Linked DNA regions of Sus scrofa: region 2 is linked to region 1. A link is a contact called in public Hi-C data. All regions are on one chromosome and are shown on one strand. Each heading gives the region's core, a stretch centred on a gene start, on an enhancer-like site or on the middle of the called end of the contact. The rest is flanking DNA. Distances are from core to core; before and after follow the strand shown. Region 1 holds the start of CHFR (E3 ubiquitin-protein ligase CHFR). Region 2 holds the start of PGAM5 (serine/threonine-protein phosphatase PGAM5, mitochondrial).

Region 1 (5,280 bases), core at 1,355-3,854:
TAGAGCAGTCCTATAATAGTTTTAAAATAAATATAAACATAACCAAGTTCTACAACTTGTGTTCCCCTAAAATTCATACACTGAAACCCTATCCCACAACCCCATGTGACTGTGTTTAGGGAGTGGGCTGGTGAAGTGATGAAAGTTAAATGAGATCATTGGGGTGGGAACTTAATCTGATAGGGCTGAGGTTCATACAAAAAAAGGGAGAGACACCAAAGCTCTGTGTCCAGAAGGTGAGGACAGAGTGAGAAGCAGGCGGCTGTCTGCCATCCAGGAAGAGGGTTCTCAAACAAATCGACTGGCACTTTGAGCTTGGGCTTCCTAGACTCCAGAACTGAGAAAGAAATTTCTGTTGTTTAAGCTTCCTGATCTGTGGTATTTATGATGGCAGCCAGGGCAGACTAATACCTCAACCTTTATGTTTTGCTGGAAAGGTTGATACCAGCACATTTTTGTTCCTTGCATTAACATGTAAAATGCTACTATAGTGTTCTGTTATAATAACAATGGCTAACTTTAGGTGCTAACTCTTAGCCAAGATCCTTCTAAGCACTCTACTTACCATCTCTTTTAATCTTCACAATGAACCTACAAAGTAGGTACAAAGGTACAGAAAGGTAAATTGTTAGCCAAAGAAATTTACAGAGGTGGTGTCCCATGGAAACCCAAGAAGTATGTCTCCAGGGCTTCTGCTCTTCACCAAACTTCCTTTTACACCAAAGAAAGACAATTAATGCACCTCCAAAAGCTTCTAACGAAGATATATAAATGCTTTTACAGTTGTTAAAAAAAATTAACTTGATCTTGGTATTTAAGACTGCCTTCCAAAAAAACCCAAGCGATAAAGACACGCAAGTACATCACAATGGGTAATATGAAACAGTAATCTTTCTCATTCTCCCATTTAAAAGTATAAAGTCAGAATGATAAATTATTGACAAACTAAATATTTCTGTTGACCCGATCAGTGCCCCTCTCTCCCAGGAGAAAAGCTACAAGGAAACTTAGCAGATGGTCCCCTCTAGTCCAGAGGCAGTAAGCTTGGAGGGTGAGGGCACTTTCTCTCACTAGTTGTATGACTTTTCTTCAACTTCTTAGCTTCCTTTGTTCTTTAAATCAACAAGTATTTAAGCAGCTCTACTCTAAGAGCTGGGCGTGGCATATAGAGTTCTTGGCAAGGGGCAGATCCGAGTAGCAGTCAGATCTAAGCCAAAGCTGCAGCAACACCCGATCCTTAACCCACTGTGCCAGACAGGGGATCGAACCTGTGACCCAGTGAGCTCCTAAGACACCACAGAGCCCACTGCGCCAAGCAGGAACTCCAAGATCCTTTTTTTTCCTTCTTTTTTAGCCTCAAGTGTGGCAAATGAAAGTTCCCAGGCTAGGGGTCTAATAGGAGCTGTAGCTACAGGTCTACACCACACCCAGGGCAACACGGGATCCAAGCCCCGTCTGAGACCTATGCCACAGCTCATGGCAACCCCGGATCCCTAACCCACTGAGAGAGGCCAGGTATCCAACCTGCATCCTCTCGGATACCAGTTGGGTTCGGTACTGCTGAGCCACGACTGAAACTCCCAGATCTTTTTTTGAATGTAGCTGCCTACACCTATAAATTTCCCTTGAGCACTGCTTACCTGCAACCCCCAAGTTTTGGTATGTTATATTTTATTTATCTCAAAGTATTGTCTAATTTCCCTTTTGATTTCTTTGACCCAATGGCTGTTTAAGGGTGTTATTTAATTTTGCACATATCGGTGGGTTTTCCAGTGTTCCTTCTGCTATTGATTTCTTTTCCGTTAAGGTCTGAGAAGACGCGTTGGGTGGTAATGAACTTGAAAACACTGACTTCTACGTAATAAATTAATGTACCACTTCATATAGCTGTAACGAGGATTAAAGAATCTGTACGAAGCACTCAGAAGTGACTGGGCAGAGCAATAAGTGAATAAATGGTAGCTATTACAGGAGAGCCCACTACACTGGAAAAACTGGAAAGCTCAGAGCGCCCCGCCCAGGGGCCTCCCACAGCGCGGTGGGTCCCGTCCTGCCCAGCTCTCGTCCTCGGGCCCCAGATCTCCGCCCTGGCCCCTGCTCGGGTCCCCCAGCACTCGGCCTCCGTCCACCGCCCCCATCCCGGACTCGTCCTCAGTCCGTCCCATGTCTCCCATCCCACCTCCGCCCCGTACCTTTTCTCCGCCCGATGGTCCACTCCCGCTTTCTCAGGAGGACGTGCGGCTCGCCCTCCTCGGCGCCCAGGCGGAGGAGCCTCCCCCACGGCTGCTGCTGCGGCAGCTGCTCTCCTTCCCCGGGCCGCTCCATCGGATTCACATCTGACGAGCCCCGGAAACGTCGGGTGAGACTCTGGCCGCAAAGGCGGGGGCTGGGGCCGCCGCTTCTCCCGCAGCTGCCCGGGCCTCGGCGCCCCCGCCACGCTGCTGCGGGCCGCGCCGCCGGCCTCCCCCGCGTCCCGCCCGCGCCAGCAGCCCGCTTACCCCCCGCCCCGCGCGGAACCCGGAACCGGCCGCGCCGCCGCCGCTGCTGTCAACAGACATCGCTGATCCCTCAGCTGATCCGCGGGGCGGGGCCAGCGGCGTCCGCGCCCTACGATTGGCGGGCGGTGGCGACCACCGAGCCTGGCGGCTAGAGCGGAACAGGGGCGGTGGCCATCTAGAGTGGACGTGGGGAGGTGAGCCGAGCGTGCGCAGACCGGAGGATGGGGCCGGGACGACATCTTTGATGCTGGCCGAGACCTCTAGATCTCCGAGGATCTCGGAAGTAGCTGCCGTCGACGCCATGATAAGTCCGGGCAAAAGGGACTGAGTAACTTGGGTATTGGGCACCGAAGCAAATTCTCAAAGCCGCGTTGGAAGGGCAGATGGCTTATAGATATGTGACAAACGACGAGATAAGTGCAGGTAGAAACTTTCGGATGTCTCTTTCTCCGCGATCAGAATGTTGCTAGTGTCCTGGGAGGGCTCTGGAGAGTGCAAGCATCTCCGTTGCCAGTCGTAAGAGTATAAATTGGACCGCTTCTTGGAGGGCAGCGGTGCACACATAGTCTTTTCATTTCAAACGCACGTTTCCTTTGACTCAGCGATTCCGCCTTTTGGAATCTAGCAGAAATAAGGTGTGTGTTCCAAAAAAGGCTGCACTAGGATCATCAGTGCTGGACGCCTGAAAGTGAACGGTGGGCGAAGACTTGGTGCGGGTGGGCCAGGAGCCGAGTCATGGACTGTGCGGTCCATGACTGCGCGGTTGAGAGGAACCAGACGATATCGGACGGAGACCTCCGAAGTGGAAGAAGGCACCCAAAGGAGCGAGGGAGACATCTTTCACTGTATATTCCTTTGTGTAATTTAAACTGCATCATTTGGTGATTTTTGTTGTTGTTTGTTTTTGCTTTTTAGGGCTGCACCCGTGGCATATGGAATTTCCCAGGCTAGGGGTCGAATCGGAACTACAGCTGCTGGCCTATGCTACAGCCACAGCCACAGTAATGGGGGATCCAAGCCAACCTACACCACAGCTCATAGCAACTCCAGATCCTTAACCCAGTGAATGAGGCCAGGGATGGAATCTACATCCTCATGGATACTACTAGAAGGGTTTGTAACCTGCTGAGCCACACCAGGAACTCCATGTCAACTTTGTCATAAAGTGCATCTCTCCTTGAGTTCCCATTGTGGCTCAGCACATTCAGGATCCAACACCGTGGGAGGGTGTGGGTTTGATCCTTGGCCCCCCTCACTGGGTTAAGGATCTGGCTTTGCCACAAGCTGGGGTGAAGGTCGCAGACGTGGCTTGGATCTGGTGTTGTCATGACTGTGGCATAGGCCTGCAGCTGTGTTTCCAATTTGACCCCTAGCCTGGGAACTTCCACATGTCACAGGTGCAGCCATAAAAAGAAGAAGAAAGTACATCTCTCCTGGTCTCAGATTCAGGTCATAGGAAAGACCAGAATTTAAAATTTCTCAGAGTTATCTCATGGCTCAGCAGATGAAGGATCTGGTGTTGTCACTGCTGAGGCTTTGGTTACAGCTGTGGCGTGGGTTCCATCCCTGGCCCAGGAACTTCTGCATGCTGTGGGGCATGGCCAAAAGTAAATAAATAAATAAAATTTCTTCAAAGAAATTTAGTTTGGATAGAAAAGAAGCAAATCACAGTACCTTATTGGACTCGGTGTTGGAGACACTATGTGCCTGGCTAATCAGGCCTTTAGTTCAAATGGAAATGCTATACTCAAGAACATAGCCAAGGAGTTCCGCTCATGGCTCAGCAGTAACGAACCCAACTAGTATCCATGAGGATGCGGGTTCAATACCTGGCCTCACTCAGTGGGTTACAGATCTGGCATTGCCATGAGCTGTATTGTAGGTTGCAGATGCAGCTCAGATCTGGCGTGGCTGTGGCTGTGGCGTAGGCCAGCAAATGCAGTTCCAATTCTCCCCCTAGCCTAGGAACTTACATATGCCGCAAGTGCAGCCCTAAAAAAGCAAAAAAAAAAAAAAAAAAAAAAAAGAACATAGCCCAGCAGCTGTACAAGAAGAACTGGCAGCTTCTCCCTGGTTGAAGCTTTTCCTCTCTGCCCCTTCCCATCACTTCAGCATATTCACTGGTTCAGGTTCAAAGAATCCTTGATTCAAAGACATTCCCTGAAAATCTGGCTTAATTCACTCATGTTTTGGTTTTGGGGTCCATCAGGCTTCAGTGGCTCTCCAGCTATGCAGATATGAAAGCAGAAATACTCAGTGATCAGAACTGAAGGTCACTCTCATAGCTTTGGCTAATACCTTGATTTTCTTTTTTTTTTTTTTTTTTTTTTTTTTTGGCTGAGCCCAAAGCATGTGGAAGTTCTCCGTCCAGGGCTCAAACCTGTGTCTCATCAGTAGACCTGAGTGCTGCAGTGACAACACTGAATCCTTAACCTGCTGAGCCACAAGGGAACTCTTTACCTTGATTCTTTGGACTCTTAAATTGTTGCCAGAGTTCCCGTCGTGGCTCAGTGGTTAACCAATCCGACTTGGAACCATGAGGTTGCCGGTTCTATTCCTGGCCTCACTCAGTGGGTTAAGGATCCACCGTTGCTGTGAGCTGTGGTGTAGGTCGCAGACTTGACTCGGATCCCGAGTTGCTGTGGCTCTGGCGTAGGCCAGCGGCTACAGCTCCTATTGGACCCCTATCCTGGGAACCTCCATATGCCGTGGGAGCAGCCCAAGAAATGGCAAAAAGACAAAAAAAAAATTGTTGCCAATGGTCCAATTGTCTGGTCTGCGA
Region 2 (5,979 bases), core at 3,130-5,629, 130 kb before region 1:
GATCGCAGATGAGGCTTGGATCCTGCATTGCTATGGCTGTGGCATTGGCTTAGACCAGCAGATACAGCTCCAATTCGACCCCTAGGCTGGGGACCTCCATATGCTGTGGGTGTGACTCTAAAAAGCAAAAAAAAAAAAAAAAAAAAAAAAAAAAAAAAAAAAAAAAATGAAGGACTTTTTTTTTCTTTTCTTTTTTTTTTTCTCTTTTTTTGGCTGTGCCTGAGGCATGCAGAAGTTCCCATGCCAGGATCAAACCGGTGCCATAGCAGCCACTTGAGCATCTGCAGTAACAGTGCCTGATCCTTAACCTACCGCACCACGAGGGAAATCCATAGGGCCACGTTTTTACTTCGGTCTGTCTGTGTTCTCTCTGGCAGTTCCGGGTGCTTTTTGCCAACGTGGTGGCTCTGTTCTGGTATGCCTACCTGGCCTCTCTGGGGAAGTGAAGATGTCCTGGAAAGAGTGTCAGACACACAGAAGAAGTGGGCGGGGGACGCTCACCTGCTTGGAGTGAGAGAGCAGGCTAGATCATGTATTTAAGATGCCCTCAAATGATGGATGGAGAAATAGCTGAATATCTTAATATCAGAATCTTGGGTTTTAAAAAGGCAGTAGCTGTCCTTAGGTGGTTTTGACCTCAAAACTTAAAACAGAGACCATTTCACCTGTCACCTTGGATTAAATTAGGATCACAATAAACTCTAACGTAGCTTTTTCAGTAGTGATTTTCATTTCTCAGAATAATTGCTGTTGCTTTGGAAGAAATGAGTGATCAGAGGGCTGCCCTCAGATTTTTTAAAATGTTTGAAGTATTGTGGTAAAATATTTCACTGTATTCCTGCTTAGCCCCCTGGCACCATGACTTTCTAGACCCCTCTAGACCTTCCTCTGAGCTTCTGAGAGGCCCTTCCTCTGACCACTCTTCAGCTGACTCTGCCCTCCTATTGCTCATTTACATTAACCCTCCCTCCTGGATTTTTCACTCTCAGAACATTCCTTCCTGATAGTGTTCCCTCCTTATTTCATGGATCCAATAGCCCTTTGGATCTTAATTATACTTTTTGAAATTTTTCTCCTGTCTCATGTGCTGTTTATATTTTTTCAGGGTTTTTGTCTTGTTTCGTTTTGTCTGTTTTGATCCTTGTCTTCCCCATCAGGATTTCCTGAAATGCCTGTTGATCTTTGTTTCTTTGTTTTTTTTTCCTTTTTAGGGCTGCATATGGAAGTTCCCAGGCTACGGGTCGAATTGGAGCTGCAGTTGCCAGCCTACACCACAGCCACAGCAATGCCAGATCCAAACAGTGTCTGTGACTTACACCACAGCTCATGGCAACACTGGATCCTTAACCCACTGATCGAGGCTTGGGATTGAACCTGCATCCTCATGGATACTAGTCAGATTCATTATCACTGAGCTACAATGGGAACTCCTGTTTTGTTTGTTTTGATCCTGGTCTTCCCCATCAGGATTTCCTTAAATGCCTATTGACCCTTGGTTGTGCATCGTTGTTAATGAGTCAAAGTTGGAGTTCCCTGGTGTCTCAGCAGGTTAAGGATCCAGCGTTGTTGCTGCTGTGGCGTGGGTTCAATCCCTGGAATGTCCACATGCCATGGGTGCAGCAAAAAAGAAAGGAAGAGAGAAAGAGAGAGAGAAGGAAGGAAGGAAGGACGAAAGATTCAAAGCTACTCAGGCACTTTGGGAGCTTAGGGTGCACTGGCTGCACTTGTCCAATAGAACCCTCTCTGTGGACCTTGACCAGGCAGGGACCCAGCTTTGCTAGGAATCACCTGTTCTCAATGATTCAGGTCTTTTCTTCAGGGCTGGTCAGTTTGCCCAGAGAAGCTTTTCATTTCTTTCGGAGGGTGGGGGGAAGGATGGTGGCTGTAGGGGAGCACTGTATGAACACAGTGGCCAGCACTCTTGTGGCTAACTGGAGAAAAGAGGTTAGGGTCCTATTATTAGCACATGAACTTAATAGAATTTCATTTTTTTTTTCTTTTCTTTTTGTCTTTGCTAGGGCCACTCCTGCAGCATATGGAGGTTCCCAGGCTAGGGGTCTAATTGGAGCTGTAGCTGCCAGCCACAGCCACAGCCACATGGGATCCAAGCCGAGTCTGCGACCTACACCACAACTCACGGCAATACCAGATCCTTAACCCACTGAGTGAGGCCAGGGATCAAAGCCGTAACCTCATGGTTCCTAGTCGGATTCGTTAACCACTGAGCCACGACAGGAACTCCTAGAATTTCATCTTTATTACTACATCCCAGGTGCCTAGTTAGTGCAGTAGGTAGCACATCAGTCTCATATTACTGCATCCCAGTCTCAGCTGTGTGTTGTTCTCAACTCCAGAGTCCTTTTGGTTCAGATCCTCTGGGATGAAAGTCTCCTAGTCTTCTGCCATGAGGGAAGTGAGGGGCTCACCTGAATACCCCGGTGATGGAGGGGATGGAAAGGGGCAACTTCTTACACATTTTCAGTCGGTAGCCCCACCCACTGTCCTGTTCTCAGAGGTGGGCTGGTACCTGTAACTCACCAGACTCTTCCAGACTCACTGAACTAATGGGGCTTGCTTCTTGGCTTCCCACAGTGAAGGAAACTGATATTCCATCTTTTCAAGTCAATAATGATCTGATATCCAGCTTCCAAAATTTTATTAGCTGATCTCTCTGCTTTATTGCTTCTGTGGACACAAATACATTCTTATGAATTTTTTCTTTCTAAAACTTTTTACTGTCAGTTTTGTAAGTGACCTTTTGGAAGGAGACAAATGCATGGGTTGAAGATACCATGTTTAAGCAGACATCTGGGTATTTATGTGGAATACATTTGTTCTCCAAAACCCAGAATGATTTTGTTGTTGTCATTGTCTTTTTAGGGCCACACCTGTGGCATATAGAAGTTCCCAGGCTAAGGGTCCAATCAAAGCTGTCACTGCCAGCCTACACCACAGCCACATGGGATCCAAGCCTCATCTGTGACCAACATCACAGCTCGCGGCAATGCCAGATCCTTAACCCACTGAGCGAGGCCAGGAATCAACCTGAGTCCTCATGGATACTAGTCAGGCTTGTTACTGCTGTGCCACAATGGGAACTCTTACACAGAGAGATTTTTTGTTTCTTTTTAGGGCCGCACCTGTGGCATATGGAAGTTCCCAGGCTCGGGGTTGAATCAGAGCTGTAGCCGCCAGCGTACACCACAGTCACAGCCACACCAGATCCAAGCCGAGACTGTGACCTACACCACAACTCACGGAAACTCCAGATCCTTAACCCACTGAACAAGGCTAGGGATCGAACCCGCAACCTCATGGTTGCTAGTTGGATTCGTTAACCACTACGCCGTGACAGGAACTCCATCAACGCCGGATCCTTAATCCACTGAGCAAGGCCTGGGATGGAAACAGCATCCTCATAGATACTAATTGGGTTTGTAACCCACTGAACCACAACAGTACTCCTGACTCTACTTCTCTGAAGATTCCTGGAGCAAAGTCATAAAATGTAGGGTAGTGGGTGCTAAGGGCTGGCAGAGGAGAGTGGGGAGTTAAGTGTTTGAGAAGATGAAAAAGTTCTGGAGATGGCACGACAAAGACAAAGTGCTTAATGCCACTGAGCTGTGTCCCTAAAAATGGTTAAGATGGAGTTCCCATCCTGGCTTAGCGGTTAAGGAATCCTACTAAGATCCATGAGGATGTGGGTTAGATCTCTGGCCTCCATGGGGTTCAGGATCTGGCAATGCGGTGAGCTGTGGTGTAGGACAGGGATCAGATCCCGTGTCGCTGTGGCTGTGGCGTAGACCAGCAGCTACAGCTCCGGTTGGACCTCTAGCCTGGGAACTTCCATATGCCACAGGTGCGGCCCTAAAAAGTTAAAAAAAAAAAAAAAAGGTTAAGATGCTAAGTTTTATGTTACGTGTTATTTTACTACTTAAAAACAAAGCAACCGGGAGTTCCTGTCGTGGCTGAGCAGTTAACGAACAGGACTAGAATCCATGAGGACGAGGGTTTGATCCCTAGCCTCGCTCAGGGGGTTAAGGATCCCGCCTTGCCACAAGCTGTGGTGTAGATTGCAGACGCGGCTTGGATCTTGCGTTGCTGTGGCTGTGGTGTAACGCGGGTGGCTACAGCTCCGATTTTACCCCAAGTCTGGGAAACTCCGTATGCCCTAGAAAAACAAACCCCCCCAAACCCAAAGCAACCTGTAGGAGATCCCCAGTTCACTTACACTAGAACCCCAATTATCTGTAGGGCACGGGTTCCCTCCGGGCTCTTTGCAGAGCTGACCCCTCGCCCAGACCCCACGGCGCGCCAGCTCCAGTCGGTACCACCCCCGAAGGCGGCTCCACTGGAACGCCGCGTGAACACCCGCCACCCTCGCCACCCGAAGTCGGGAACGGCAGGCACCCGGGGCCTGCAGCACCAGACCGAGAGGAGCATTAGAGGATCACCGCCCACCGCGGGGGCTGCACCTTGGATGCCGGAAGTCGTCCCCTGCCCGGTTGGGCGTTCCCGGCGACCCCCGCGCAACCCTCCGGCGGGAAGCGCACGCCTGACGAAGCGTGTCCCTCACGGGGTGCCGTCCGCGCCCGTGAGCGCCTGCGCGGGGTTGGCGCGAGTCTGGCCGGCATGGCGTTCCGGCAGGCGCTGCAGCTGGCGGCCTGCGGCCTGGCTGGGGGCTCGGCTGCGGTCCTTTTCTCCGCAGTGGCGGTGGGGAAGCCCCGCGCGGGCGGGGACGCGGAGCCGCGCGTGGTCGAGCCGCCGGCGTGGGCGGGGGCCGCGCGCCCCGGGCCCGGCGTCTGGGACCCCAACTGGGACAGGTGCGGGGTCCGCGGGTGGAGTCCTGGCAGCCCCAGACGGCCGCCGGCGGGAGCCCTCCTGGGCCCTGGCGGCTACATTCGGCCGATGGGGTCGGTAGAGGGGCAGGCAGGGCGGGCGAGGCCGGCTTGCGTGCGGGTTTCTCTTTCGGTTCTGGCTGCAAGGCTGCCTGTGGATGTGGGCCGCCCCCGACTTTTTCTGAGCCCCAGTTTCCTCGTGCGTCCCGCCCGGCCCCACTTCTGAGCCTCAGCACGCTCGTCTACCGGAGGGTCGTTCTGAGGAACTAGCACAGTGATGCCGGGGACAGTGCCCAGTACACAGGGAAGCCCGAAGTGGCTATTTGCCGTCCTAGACCGAGGGCTTGGGCTTCCTTAGGGCTCTCTTCCTTATTTCCTCTCTCTCAACTTGGGAATCCTCAGATTAGATAATGATTCCCTGTTTTCAGTCCAGCTGAGAAGGAGGTGGATGTGGGTCCTTAAAAGGAAGGGAATCTGCTGGGAAGATATAGAAGGATAAGGACTAGCAGCCATCTTGAATAGGAACCTGAGCTTCCCGGGGTCTCGGGCCCCTGCCTGGCCGCTCGCTGTCACCTGTTCTTATTGAGCACTTGAAATGTGGCACCTGTGACCAGGAAACAATATTTAGGTTTACTCAGTGTTAATTAGAATTAAAAAACAAAGCAGTGCAGATTTTAAAGTACTGGGTTGAAACGATAGTATTTTGATACATTGGAGTAAATAAAGTGAGTTATTGAAATTTCCCGTTTCTTCCTACTTTGTAAATGGGGATACTTGGGAATTTAAAATTATATACGTTGCCAGTGTTCTTTTTCTATTGGACAGCGCTGCTCTGGAGTCTGGGAGTGGCTGTTGTGGGTTGGTTTACATAGTCCTAGTTCTTTACTACTTGACAGTTGACTCTGAGTGTGGGGTGCAGAACTAATATTTATTGTTAGTCATATCAGGAACTTCGTAGGTATTTTTTTTTTAATTTTTAAGAAAAACCTATTTTAGTTTTACATTTGGAGAAAACTTGGAAAGGTAATAGAGTTCCTGTATACTCCACACCCAATATAGAATATTTGTCACAACCAGAGATCCAGTTACATGTTATCATTAACTGATGTCCATACTTTCTTGAGATTCCTCAGTTTTTACA

The links. A called contact is a pair of places that touch in the nucleus more often than the background predicts.
Region 2: a Hi-C map of skeletal muscle shows a contact between it and region 1, with 5 times the contacts expected there. The contact joins the promoter of PGAM5 here to the promoter of CHFR in region 1. A contact is called at or near these places in 1 of 47 Hi-C or Micro-C datasets (skeletal muscle) and 1 of 2 datasets of contacts at active chromatin or transcription factors (alveolar macrophages).

Annotation. Positions count from the first base shown.
Region 1 is chr14:22,651,786-22,657,065 of Sscrofa11.1, reverse strand. CHFR (E3 ubiquitin-protein ligase CHFR) reads right to left here and starts at 2,604. Exons shown (of 17, transcript XM_001928455.6): 1 at 2,499-2,604; 2 at 2,193-2,336. The coding sequence starts at 2,325.
Region 2 is chr14:22,779,304-22,785,282 of Sscrofa11.1, reverse strand. PGAM5 (serine/threonine-protein phosphatase PGAM5, mitochondrial) reads left to right here and starts at 4,379. Exons shown (of 6, transcript XM_021073941.1): 1 at 4,379-4,823. The coding sequence starts at 4,633. It overlaps PXMP2 (peroxisomal membrane protein 2), which reads left to right. Exons shown (of 5, transcript XM_021073942.1): 5 at 378-1,071. The coding sequence ends at 446.